Regions from separate parts of the Mus musculus genome. Here region 1 is linked to region 2. The links are chromatin contacts, called in public HiChIP or PLAC-seq maps. All regions are on one chromosome and are shown on one strand. The core of a region is the stretch at or near the end of the contact, and the rest is flanking DNA. Distances in the headings are between cores, read along the strand shown. Region 1 has its middle 18 kb from the start of Bmper. Region 2 holds the start of Bbs9 (Bardet-Biedl syndrome 9 (human)).

Region 1 (7,237 bases), core at 1,288-3,787, 730 kb after region 2:
TTTGCCAAAATGGACATCTTGGGTGGTTGAAACAACTGGCTTTATTTGCTTAGCCAATGGACCAACTCGTTACCAGGATGTCAAATCCCTGTAAAACTGCAAAATGATGGTCACGAGCTTTTCCTTCTGGGAACATGCATCAGGGGATGAAGGAAATGGGGCACAGATTATTTTTACTGCAAGGGAAGCCAACGTGGTTCACAGTCATTCATATTTCTCTGGCTTTGTCATTGAGACACAGAATCTAAGTGTAATAGTGTAGGAAGCCATGAAACCAAATTTTTGAGTTTTCCCCAAGTATTTCATTTTTAATAATATAAAAAAATAATCACCAAGCCCATGTGTTCCATAAAAATAAATGAATGTTTTCCCTCTTGAACCAATAAAGCAAATGAAAACTGTAGCTCATCCAGGCTGTATGAACGACTTGGAGAATAAATTGTTGTGTGTTTTTCTTTTTTTTTTTTTTTTTTTTTGTTGTGTGTTTTTCTGATGGGGGAAACTGAGGAAGCCTCCACTCCATGTCCAGATGTGGCTGCAGGATGGTACTTGCCAGCTATTCTACTGTGTAAAGCAGCTAGCTCTCTGGAGGACTGGAGCAATGCCCAGAGCCTGGAGCATGGCAAGTTCCAGCTCTGCCCACACGTCCAACTTCTTTTCCAGCTGGCTTTTCTTGTCCCTGCAGGCCTGTGGCCCTTCAGAAGGTCATGGTGTTGCATCTCTTTGCTCATGACATTTTCCTCACTGACACACTGGCCAGCTCCTGTCCACCCAGCAATCGCCCATTCATCCATTGCTCACCCGTGACCACAGGCTGACATAGCTCCTCCCGGGCTGTGTTCTCCAGCCCTCTAGCTGCACTTTCATATCCAGACATGTATGTGTCCTTGATACTCATGGATCAGGCCAGCCCGTCATCTCCCACCAAAACAAAACAACAGAGAACATTTTGAAAGCTGTATCCTGCTTAATTCACCATAGTTTATCCTGGGATGGTTCGAGCACGCTGCCAGGCACAGAATAAATGTTAATTAAATGTTTGTTGAAGGGATAAGTGGATAAACCGGTGTGGACCTGGTGCCATGTGAGGAAAAAATAAAAACAAGAGGGCTGTGAAGCCTTGAACCCCCTTTTCTCTCTCTCAGCAGGAGGTTGTAGGGATGAACAGAGGGAAGAGACCCATGAAGCCTTCAGGCCAGTGTTTCCCAGGGGCCATATCGCAGCCTAAGGAATGTAAACGTGGGAACAGATTCCTTTCAGTGATGAGTAACTTCTCCATCACAAACCAGGAGGAAGGAACCCTGACAGTCACTTTGGGAAAGGGGTTTGTGCTACACTGCCAGGGAGCATGTTTGTGGCTGTCCTGGGCAAAGACTCTACCCAGAGGGCTGTGATCACTTAGGGTCTATCCTTATTGGAAGGAGAAAGTTTGAAACCTTTTCTCACTTGGAGAGGAAGAATGACACCTGGAAGCCACAGTCCTCCACTCCTGGCTCTGTCCTGAATGAGAAAGCCCAGGCTCTGACCACAGTGCCCCTCGGTGCTTCAGGACAAAGGCTGGAAATTGAATCTCTGTCCTATGGCTATGCAGGTGTCAGTCTCTCCACAGGGGGCTGGAGCCCAGCCATCTTGACTTATCTACCCAGGACTCTAAAAAGGGGCTGCTCCATCCCTAATGGGCTGTCACGCTGGCTTTCTTCAGATTAGGTAGATGTGTGATCTCTAAGCACCTCCTCCTCACAAAAGGTCTGGATACTGGGACCCTTATGATGGAAGAGTAAGAGTTTGGGAATGTTTATTGGTGGGGGAGCTTTTTAAGATGGAGCTGGGGAGACGATATTATATTTGCAGGGTTTTCTTTTTCTTTTTTTCCTCTTAAGCATGGCACGTGTGTTATCAATGAAGAAAATTGTCGCTGAGGTAGAGGTGACATGGGAGAGGGAATAGAGTTAAGTCTTCACGAGAGCCTGGTCTGCTTTGTAGAATAGCTTTGTGCATATAATCTCATTTAATCAGTGGAAAAACATCCCGAGACTTGTGTTACTACCACATGCTTGCACAGAAGTAAAAATCAAGTTACAGTGGACTAAGGATAGAGAGTGCCCGAGGTGTGCAGCAGGTATGGGACCACGAGGCCAATATGTTGAGTCTATAGAGTAAGGAGGCAGTTAATAACACAATGCACTGTTTTATTAGAACCGTTTGAAATCAAGGCAGCGCCATATTTCCTGTGCGGTTTTCGGCCAGGCAGTATCCTATTTAATCTTTGTAAAATTTCCATAGGAAACTTCTTGGGGAAACTGAGATTTAAAGAAGCCGTATATCGTGTCCAGAGGTGGAGGCTGAGAATTTGTGGAGTTAGAACTCAAACCTGGGGTGGCTAGAAATATAACCACTGTTGGTCCTGAAGATAGCCAGTGGGGGTTGAGATGGGTTGGAGAGGTAGTTGTTGCCCAGCAACAGCAGGAAGGAGCCTCTGCTGGCTACAGAGCTCCAAGAGAAAACAGAATGAGGCTTTTCTCTACTCTGGCAAGTCTATTATTAGGGTAATGAAGCCCTCACAGAGATGCCAAGTTAGGTAAGGCCGAAACCACAGGGCTTCCCAGGATAAGGAAGGGACAGGGAAAGGGAGAGGGCAGGCCTGGGCATAGAGGAAAGGCTTCCTCTTGGTGCTGGGCGGGCTTCACATCCCATCTCCACCTTCTTCCCAGATGCTGCGGTAAGCGCCGGCTCCCAGCCTGCAGAGCTCTCCTCAGATTCTCAGCTGCGGAGTTAAGCATTCTTTGACACTGCTCTTCTGGAAGGAGGCTGTTTAAAATCACCGGGTTTATCTGTTGTTGTGAGCAATAATAACGTGCGCAAGGGACTGCAGGCTTCTGAGAAATCTTCAGAAAAATCAATTCGCTTGTCAGCCTAGTTCCTGGGGCTCTTGTCTTCTAAACTCGGAGCTTCCACGTAGGCATTCTGAATACTGCGGCACATGCTGGCTGTGAGGGAGCCCAGGTCACATGCAAAGGTGTGCTTTCTGTTCAACAGCCCCAAACGAGGTCCCGACCCAAAGGCATCAGTAACCACTGGACACGAGAGAAGACATTTTCAAATGCTTCTAGACCACAGTGCTGTAAGAGAGGACACCATCCCTGTCTTTGTATCTTCACAGGGGACACTCTAGACATCTTGGAGTGGCTGCAGGCTAAGCTATGGCACATTATCAAAAAATCCCCACGGTGCAGACTCAATGATCATAATAAATTGGTTGTTCTGGGTTGCTATGCACCAATAGTTAGCAGAATGCAGGCTAAATTCTTACTTTCCAGTAACCTGGCTTGGAAATACAGGGCAGCAGTTCTGCACAGACTTCTTGGCTTGATCCCTCTGGCGTCCTTTGAGACAAAACTGGCCACACAGATGAACCAGCTGCCTTATCAATACCTCCCCTAACTTGGCTCCTAGGTTCTAATCTGTTCTCTTTCCATCCTTCATTTGTAGCTGACAGCCTTACACCCCCCCCCCCCCTTCATTTCCCATTTGGACGGCAAATGCTTTTCAGCCCTCTTACCTCCGGGGCACAGGTTTCCTGTGAACTCTCTGGAGCCACTTATGTAGTTAGCCAGACCCCTGGGAGCAGCTCTGGGGTCCTGCAGTCTGGCCTTTTGTGCAAGTGGCCCAGTTTGAAACGGCCTTAGCAGATACCTACTGCTGCAATTTCAGGTTGTTAAAATGCTTCAAAGAGCTAGGTGAACTCATTTCTCCCATACTCTTCCTGGTAGGAAGTCTTTCCTTCTTGGGGTGAGTTCATTATGATAGCCCAGTGCTAATTTACTTTTAGCAACCAAGCAAGCCCACAAGTAAAGATTAAAGGTAAGAGACTAAATTAGGCTCTGCTTGGTCTTTTATTTTGTCTTGTCTGAATTGACCCTGAAATTTAGCATCTATACAGCATGGTGTGCAAGTGAGATTTTGGCCTCCGCCTTTCTCAGAGTCTCCTCTACTTACCAGTTAGCGCCCTCATGTAACCCTCAGAGTTCCTTACATTCTCCTTATCTTACAGGATGCAGATCATAATTCCTACCCAGGGTTAATGGGAAAACGGAATAAGACAACATTGGTAGCCAAGTTGGACAGAAGTTTGGCTAGCTGAAAGATAGGGTTTAAGATCTTAGGATAGTTTGTTACTATTTGTGCTTATCTTTCAGCAAATCCTCTTGACTCCACCCACCCAGTCCTTAGTAGAGCTGCTGCCAATCACCCAGTGTACTGGTTGTTTTTTTTTTTTTTTTTTTTTTTTTTTTTTTTTTTGTCAATTTGGCACAAATTAACATCATCTGGGAAGAGAAAAATCTCAACTGAGGAATTTCCTCCATTGAAATGGCCTGTGCACATGTCCGTTGGGGCATTTTCTAAATAATTAATTATTAATGTGGGAAGTTCCAGCCAACTGTGGCCTGTGCCACCCCTGAGCAGATGGTTCTGGGTTGTGTAAGAAGGCAGGCTGAGCAAGTCATAAGTTGCAAGTTGGTAAACATAGTTCCTTCATGGTCTCTGCCTGTCTCTAGCTCCGACCCTGAATTCCCTCAGCGATGAGATGTTACCTGGACGTGTAAGATGAAATAACACATCGCTTCCCAAGTTGCCTTTGGTCATGGTGTTTGTCTCAGTAACAGAAAGTAAACTAGAACAGCTGGTGTTCTCTAATGTGGTCTCCTGGTTTCATCCTGGATGCCTCCCGTCTGTCCTTCCATGCAACAGCAGGAATAACACTTTCACAGTTTCTCATGTCTCTTCTAGGTCTTGTTGACCCAAAAGGCCCCTAAGAGCCATGGATAGACCATGAGTTTTAGGACACAATATATAGACAGTCTTTGACTTACAAATGATTATGACTTATTTTGACTCCAGAATTTGGGGACTCAGAGCTTGAGCCCTGGCAACTGTAATAAGTTAGGTTTGGCCATTTGTCCTTAATAAGCCAATTAAAGAGACAAGCCACTGTGAAAAGCAGAAAGAGAGAGAGAATTAATTCCATGAAGCCAGACTGGGAAGAGGAATAAATAAGAAGATTGGTGACCCCCAGATTCACCTTCAGATTTAAATAGAGAGAAATATGCATAACCAAGCAGTCTGGTTCAAGGTATGGTCCTTCCCATTACTCACCCATCATTAATTTGGTCCCAATCTACATAGTTTAACAAATTGTCAGAACTGTGAAGTGTCTTCCTGGGAGGTATTCCTCCTCTGGCTGTCACCAAGCTTCAATTATGAGGGAAGTCTGGGGAAATCCAGTTAATTGGGGTCTACTGTCTCAACTGACTAATAGCTGAAGTGAGGGTCACAAGTATCATTCCTGAAAATGCCTTTGTCTCTGGTAAAACACAGTTACAATGGTGAAGAAACTATGCACATTCAGTAGAAACTATATGTACTAAAATTTGAATTTCTCCACTCAAGCTGACTATGGTAAAATCTTCCCTCTGACATTGGACAGTCGCTCTCAGTCAGTCATGTGGTCATGAAGGACAAAAGAGCATGCACTCTTACAGCATGCTGTGCACAGGGCAGTAAATGACCCAAAGTGTTTAAAACTCTGTTACAAAATGGGTTTTGTGTTAGATGACTAAATGCACTTCCAGTTTAGTGTTTTTAATGTATGATGGGTTTAAACAAGAGATGACCTCATCAGAAGTCAAGTGACAGCTGTATAGTTTGCAAAGCCCGGTGCAAAACTAAAATGTGAGGTGGAGCCTTTGATAAAATTCATTCAGATTACCAAGATGCAATGGGACAGGAGAAAACCAAGACAGAGATCTTCTGAGTCAAGTACCCTGTGAGATACCTAAGTACCTGTACTCCATGATGCTGTACTGATCATGTTCAAACACTACTTATTTCTCATAAGCCATGTAAACCTATCTTAGGGGGTTTTGGGGAGTGATGAAGTCACTGTTGGGCTATCTTTGCTGAGACCCATGGTCTGACCATGAACAGTAACCTTCTGGTTACAGCCTTCAAATACAGACCCAGAGTCCAGATGTCACCAGGTAATTTAGTTCATGATGATAACCACTGCTAGATTCTATTAAGGAATTGCTGGGGTAGTTAGTTCTTCTTTCTGAGACTTGTTTCCTTTATCTTCAGAAGAAAGACCCTGCTGTTCAAACATTACTTTGAATATTAAGCAGACTCTGAAACACTCTTGTGGTTTGAGTTTTGCTGGAGTTAGGCACCATGAGAAGCAAGCTACTGGCTCCTTCTGTTTTATTTACTCTCCCCTCCCCCTTGAAAAACAAAGAGAAGACTTCTGTGTATTTTCATAACAGGTCTGTGTTAACATCAATTTTAAAGATGACTTGGTCTCCTGCTTTGATTATGGTTTGCATAACTGAGGCCAAACCTGGCTTCTCCCATGAATATTCTTTTAGAAACCAAATTGCAACAGTCACAGTGGGTTGAAGAAATATGCAATAAAAATGCATTGCTTAAACACGAAAGTTATCTCCAGTTTTCTACAAAATTCCAAAGAAGATATGATTTGACCACACAAGCTGTGAAAGTATTAAATGATACTAGCAGAAATATCATCAACTAAATGTTTCAGTGATAATTTATCACTGAGCAAATGGATTCAAACATCTTTTCTACAAGATTTCAAAGCATTTTTGCAAAGATAATAAAATAAATACCATTGACTACTGAAAAACTTCTGGTTACTCTTAAATTTTAAAGTGAGAATATTTGTTTCTCTGTAGGCCAGAAGCAACATGTGACCACTCATACTTATAAAAGTAAAGTTTTCTCCACTCCTGCTCTTGCCTTTGATGAGGATCATTAATATTTCAAGTAGCCTGACTTGCAATGATGACTTCTGTGTCCATTAAACTGAGGGCACCTGTTTAATGGGTAGTAAACTCTCACACAGTACTGGATTCTGAAATTGACATAAGAATTCTATATTGAGCCAAATGTATCTGGAATCATAGATACTCATTTTTTTTCCTCTTTATAGGACTTTGTGGGGATTCAGTTTTGTCTCTGGCTCTATGCGTGTTCTCACAAAAGCAAGACCAGTTTTCATTATGATTCAGACATTTTCTGGAGGAGAAGGCAGCCTGCTCTACAACAATCTGCTCAGGAATCAAGCAAGGATGCTCTCCTGGGCTTCATCATGGCCTCGTGCAACTTCTTCCACACTGCTCAGTGACATGTGCTCAGCTCCTGCTCGGTATAGGCTGAGTCTCTT
Region 2 (6,571 bases), core at 279-2,778:
AAATTCCCATAAAATAGGTGGCTGGAGAGATGTCTCCATGGTTAATAGCAAATAAAGCTCTTCCGTAAGACCTGAGTTCCATTCTCAGCATGTGTGTGTAGGTGCACAGTGGTCTGTAACTCAAGTTCAAGGGAATATAGTGTTCTTTTCTGCTCTCCAGAAGCACTGGGCTGCCCTCTGTAAGCACAAGGCATGCACATGGTGCATTTACATTCATGCAGGCCAAACCCTCATATGCACAGATATAATAAATAAAAGAAACAAATTTCCTCATGAAATAGAACTGGAAAGAACACTTGCAAATTCATCTTATAACGCTAACTTCATTCTGATACCAAAAACTTGGTAAGAGCACAGCAATCAACCAACCAAGACCAAAACCAAACTAAAAAAACAAACAAACAAACAAAAAAAAAAACAAAATAACAAAACCAAACAACAACAACAAAAAAACTATTATGTAGAAATTTCCCAGAAATACACATAATTTAATATCATATTTCTAAAAAAAATAAAAAATATAGGGTGAACAAACTCTGCTTCATTCGAGGCATGCCAGGACAGTCCAACAATAAATGTAATTCAATACAGAAAGATTCGGGGAGAGAAATCGCATGGTCGTCTCAGTACACACTGAAAAGGCCTTTGACAAAATTTAATATTCTATTATGATAAAAGGCCTGAAGAAAATAGTGGCCATACCCCAACGCCACGGAGCTGCAGCAGCTTGCTTTCTGATGCTTTGATAAGTACCATGACCAAAAATGGCGTGGAGAACATATTGTGCCTTTTTCATCTTACAGGTTACAGTCCACTGGTTAGGAAGTCAATTCTGGAACCCAAACAGGGCAGTGGCTGAAGTGGGTACTGTGGAGGACAGCTGCTCTCTGGTTCTCTTTCTTATATGCCCAGACCCATCAGCCTAGCCCACAGTGGGCTGGGCTCTCCCACATCACTAAGCAATCAAGAAAATGCTCTCAGACTTGCCAACCGGTTAACTAAACGGAGGGAATTTTCAGTTGAGGTCACCTCTTTCTAGGTGTATCAGGTTGACAACAAAGATTAGCCATCTAGACTATATAAATTAACCTATAACCTATATATACTACATGGGAGAAACTGTAGATATGTTTTCTAAACAAGTAATGAAACAAGGGGGTCTACACTTCACTGTTATTCAATACGGTGCTTGAAATCTTGGCTACAGCAGTTAGGCCAAGGAAAGAAAGAAAACGGATTCAAACAGGTAAACCATTTACATGCTCAGGCCTAGACACTAGGATAACACCTAAGCACAGGAGGGCGTGGTCTGTGGCACGAGAACCCCCACAGGGGCGGGACTTCCGCCGCCGATACCCTGAGGGACAGGCCTGCTTAGGTGGTTCTGAGGCGCCCAGCCCTACCCCGCCCCGTAGCCACTCTACTCCATACGGGCGACACGGGAAATCATCCCCACAGCTCGCGCTCAGCCGCTCGGACTACAACACCCAGCAAGCCCTGCGGTCCCGCGTCTGACTTGCGCAGTAGCCTCCGTTGTAAAATGCTATGACAACAGGGCGAAGGCGGTTTGGATTCAGGCTGGAGTGGGGAGGTGTCTTCCGCAGGCTGTTGTCTTGCAGCCTCACCCCTCTTACAGTCTCCCTGGTGGTTTCATCCTCTCTGTGAGCATCCGGACTTGGAGTTTTTCTCTCTTGTCACTTGTGGCTTCCGAGGGATCCATGTCGTCTCCCCTGCTTGTCTCTGGGGGATGACAAGAGGGTGCAGGGGATCTTGGGACTCACTTCACCTCCGCGGAGCTTGTGTTGCTGCTTGGCAGGATTCTGTCTGCTTGGGAACGTGGAAAACTTCGAACACAAACAAGACCAAGAGGTACTAGTGGTGTTAAGTGTTGTTTTTCCTTGCACGGCTGTTACTTCTGTTCCAGCACTGGATTCTCATCCGGAGGGAAGTCTGTGGATAGTGGGTTCGTAGCAAGGCGAGTCAAAGCCCACTTGTTGGCATCAGGTAAGAAATATCCCAGAAATTAATCTCGGATGTATAAATGCATTGGCTATGCTTGGTCAACAGGACTAACGCTCAATGCCATGTAATGGTTCGGGAGATGTAGGATGATCTCTTAATTAGAAAGGAGGCTTGCATTCAAACAAACCGCTAACACGGCGTGGGTAGATCCTATAAACACCTTTGAGCGGGGAGTGATTTTTAAGGAGTCCATGTAGCAGTCACGTGGAGTAAGAGCTTCTTTCTCCTGTGACATTTCAACAGGTCTTGTGAGCAGAGCGTCAAATCGCTGCTCAGTCTGCGGCTGAAGTGGGAGCATGTTGATGCTCTCCAGTGCTGCCTGCAATAGGATTAATGGTTATCCTTTCTCTTTCCTTTGCAGACCACAGCAGTTTAGATGGACTAAGCTGATTTTATCAGCAGCTCCTCCCAAGCAAGGTCTGCATTTGCCTTTGATTTTTCTGTATAAACGTATAGATTATTTTTTGGTATCTCACATTGTCTTTAAACATCAAATTGTGTCTAATGTGTACACATATATACATACATCTCACTTTATACACACAAATTGAAAGATACTGGAGAGAAAGTGGGGTTTTTATCTTTTCTTCCTTTCTCTTATTTTTAAAAATTTATAATGTGGCCCAAAACAGGCCTGGAACTTTCTGTATATCCTAGGCCATCTTTAAGCATATCTTGCCTCAGGTTCCCAAATGTTGTTATTACAGGTGTGTACCACCATGGAATGTATTACTGTTTGCTAACATTCCAAGAGACAAGAAGTAACTTATTAGCAATAATTGAGATTGGGTTTTGTCTTTTCTTTGGTGATGGGTTAGAATGTTATAAGAATTAAGAACAAGAGACTTTATTTTGAAAACCATTTACAAGTTATTTGTAAGAGTTTAGGGATTTAAAAATTATGTATATTGGTTGTGGTTATACCTCCCACTTATGTTTATGCTATAGTTTTAAAAGTTGATTAGATTTTAATATTTTAATATTTCAGTGCATGTATGTTGTTGGGCATGGGTACCACAGTGAAGGTGTGGAGGTTAGAGGACAACTTGCAAGAGTCAGTTCTCTGGCACCATGTGGGTCCGGTCAGGCTTGGCAGCAAGCATCTTTGTTTGCCAAGCCATCTCACTGGTCCTATGGTATAGCTTCTTGATTGAAAGGCTCTTTGCAGGAAGAAAAAAATCTACTACCAGTACTGTACAGTTTTATGCCTTTCAGATACATAGGATGTCTCCTTGCTCAGAGTGTATGTGTGTACATGTGTACCACTGAACACTCCAATCCCTTCAGGTATTTTTGAAAAGTATTGAAATATATCAAGTTATTATAAAACATGTTTGCTGATTATAACATTTATAAGGTCTGGGGGTGTAGCTCTTTCAATACCCAGTAAGACACACACTCACCTGTATACACAGGTACTTGTGCGCGCGCGCGCGCGCACACACACACACACACACACACACACACACACACACACTTTCTGATCTGCCCTTTGGTTGTCCCAGTTGAAATTGTGTGCCTATAAGACCTTGCTGTCACACCTAGATGATCACCACCACTTCTATTTCCGCATTATTTTTACTGGGTTACAACTGACTTTTATTAAATGGTTGTAGTGGCTGAACACTGGCTAAGGAAGTGCATATCTTAGAGCACTGTATTTTCCCACCACCAAGATCAGTTGATGCTAGAGCATAAGGGCTTCTCTGAGGGTGTGCGGTTGAGACGTCACATTAGGAAGTGAACACAGGTCTATCTGACCACTACTCCTGTGCCTTTCACGTCAGCTGAAAACTCCAATACAAGCCCTTGTCATAATGGGTTTTTTTTTTTTTTTTTTTGGAGTGGTGGTTCAAGACAGGGTTTTTCTGTGTAGCTCCAGCTCTCCTGGAACTCACTCTGTAGACCAGGCTGGCCTCGAACTCAAAGATCTGCTTGCTTCTGCATCCACAGTGTTGAGATTAAAGGCATTCACCACCACTGCTTGGCTGTCATATTGCTTTCAAAGAAATATTTGTTTAATTTTACATGACTGTACCATTGTCCTGGACCAGACAACCCAATTGCTATTTCCTGAAATTTAATGACAGAAACATTATTTGGAGAAAGTTCCATATGTGAACAACAGCAGTTTTAGGACAACTTCCTGATTTCAGAGCCTGCCTCAGACTTTCGGGTTGTTCCCACTGCATTCTGTGGCCATTGATATTACTCAGTTCTACATGTGTGAGTCTGGTTTAGTGAGGGTTGAAACTGCCTGTCTCATACATAAAACTTAAGTATAAGTAAGTGACCACGTGGGCAGATTTCTTACCTTCTCTGTGGTCAGGGATAACCAAATAATGGTATCTTTGTGCTCTGTAGAGTAAAAAAAAATTTTCCTTTAAAATTACATTTATTGATTTATGGTGTGTGTGTGTGTGTGTGTGTGTGTGTGTGTAGAGGTCAGAGTATACCTTTGGAGTTGGTTCTCCTTCTACCATGTTGGTCCCAAGGATTGAACTCAGTTTGTCAGTTGGGGACCCACATACAGAAAGAGAGAACCAACTTCCACAAGTTGTCCTCTGTCCGCCACAGGTGTGCCATGGCGCAAGCCTCTCTCAAATGTGATAAAATATCCTTTAAAAAGAAAAACTAGTGATGTAGGTGTGGTGGAGGATTTTTGTAATCCCAGCCTTGAGAAAAACCAAGGCAAGAACATTCTGAGTTCACAGCCCGCCTTGTCACAGAGCAAGTTCTGGGCCAGCTCACGCAACATAGGAGACCTTGTCTCAAAAACCAAAAACCAGACAAAAAAGCAAAAGAAATGAAAACCCTGTACTGACACATGCCTTTTTTCATTTCCCCAGACCTTAAATTTTACAGCACTATTAGTGTGTACTGAAATAAGGGTCTGAAACCCGGACAGCGCATGCGCAGAAGCAAGGTTTGTCATTGGCTGAGGGATTTAACTGCAGCTGTCCTATAGCATGCTGGGACGAGGCACCTCGCCACAGTCTTGGGTGGTCTGCCTTTTCTCTGGATGCTTTTCTTTCTCAACTCCAATGCACCAAACCTGTATTCAAATCTCTTGCTAAATTCCAACTCTGCTTGGAAAGCAAGACAAGTCCGAAACAGAACGGGAGGACTACTTGATTAACGGATACTTCCGGCTGTGTAAGAGCTTTGATGCAAACAAAATGAATTCCTCCAAGCTTTGGAATAACCATTAGGTCCTAGGAGAAAGAAGGGCAAGGTGGAGCTGTGATGGAGGGAATGCTCACTTAGGTTGCCAGGCATGAGCTGAGCATCTTCGCATCCAGAACTCAGAGAGCTTCCAAATCTGAAACCTTAGAGTCCTGATGTGACGCCACGCGTGGGGCGTCCACGCCTACCTCGTCTGACAGGTTATAGTCAAAACTCAGAAACACTCTGCATATAATCACACTCAGGCCATGTGTAGAAGATGCTTATGGGATATATGTGAATTTAGTGTTTAAAGTTGGCTCTTCTCTAAGACATTACATATGCAAATATTCCAAAGTCTGAAATCCAGAATGGCTGGCCCTAGGCTTCCTGGGCTGGGGAGACTCACTGTCCAGTAAATTGGACCTTCTAATACTGCATGGAGCATGCAGCTCGGTCATCTGGGCGTGATGTTTGAAGGGGACAGGCGTGTGCATTTCTAAAAGCTCCGGGGTACCAACACTTTGAGTCTCAAGACATTCCCAGATGTTTGAGCAGGTGATAAAGTAGAGCACCCCCATCTTTCGACACAGGGCAGGTAGGAAAACCACCAGCTCAATGGGGTCTACATCATGGGCAATCACCACCAGCTGAGCCTTCTTGTTCTCCACCAAGGTGGTGACTGTATTGACTCCTGCTCAGTGGACAGGTGGTCTCTTAGTTGGGACGTTGCCTTTGCCAGCAGTTTTCCTCTCATCACGGGCCAGTAGCCTTTGCTTCTTTTCTTGCTTTGTCTCTGGCCTGTACTTGTGGGCAAGCTTAAGCAGCAGAGTAGCTGTCTGCCTGTCCAGCGCCTGGGTGAACTGGTTAATGGTAGGAGGGACTTTGAGCCGCTTGTAGAGGATGGCTCTTTGCCCCTGCAGCCTGATGTAGTGGGGCCATTTGACAAAGCGTGTTAGATCTCTTTTGGGCTGGATGTCCTGCCCAATGTCGAAGTTCTTGGGCCTCTTCTCGAACAGAGGGTTGACCACCTTCTTGGCCTCCTGCTTCTTGATGACGGCGGGGGCTGGGGCCACCTTCTTCCCCTTGGCCTTCTTCCCTTTGGGCGTCTTGCTTGGCTGCTGGAGCACCATTCTTTATTGTAGCAATCTGCAAAAGCCTGTTCTTTACTGGTTTTCTTTTATTTTGTAGCTCATGCTGATCCCAAATTTATAATCCCCCTGTCTCAACTTCCCAGATGCTGTCACTGTTGGTGTCTATCACTATGTTTCCACTATGATAAAGGTTTTCAAGGGCATTTTCACACAATGGCTATTTTCATTGATGTAGTTATGTGTGTGTTTCCTTCCTTCCTTCCTTCCTTCCTTCCTTCCTTCCTTCCTTT

The links. HiChIP or PLAC-seq counts read pairs in DNA pulled down with a chosen protein or histone mark.
Region 1: an H3K4me3 HiChIP or PLAC-seq map of embryonic midbrain shows a contact between it and region 2, with 6 times the contacts expected there. The contact joins the enhancer-like site here to the promoter of Bbs9 in region 2. A contact is called at or near these places in 6 of 39 promoter capture datasets (the SN4741 cell line, cranial neural crest, embryonic stem cells and 3 more), 3 of 115 datasets of contacts at active chromatin or transcription factors (embryonic hindbrain, embryonic midbrain and pancreatic cancer cells) and 1 of 9 other capture datasets (adipose tissue).

The regions. Positions count from the first base shown.
Region 1 is chr9:23,201,919-23,209,155 of GRCm38.p6, forward strand. No RefSeq gene overlaps it. Among named protein-coding and RNA genes, the nearest start is that of Bmper, 18 kb to the right of the region's middle. Within about 2 kb of position 2,538, at least 65 of the 459 cell types and tissues checked have an H3K27ac peak or open chromatin away from gene starts, as enhancers often do.
Region 2 is chr9:22,474,187-22,480,757 of GRCm38.p6, forward strand. Bbs9 (Bardet-Biedl syndrome 9 (human)) reads left to right here and starts at 1,529. Exons shown (of 23, transcript NM_001360259.1): 1 at 1,529-1,869. It also overlaps the pseudogene Gm2976.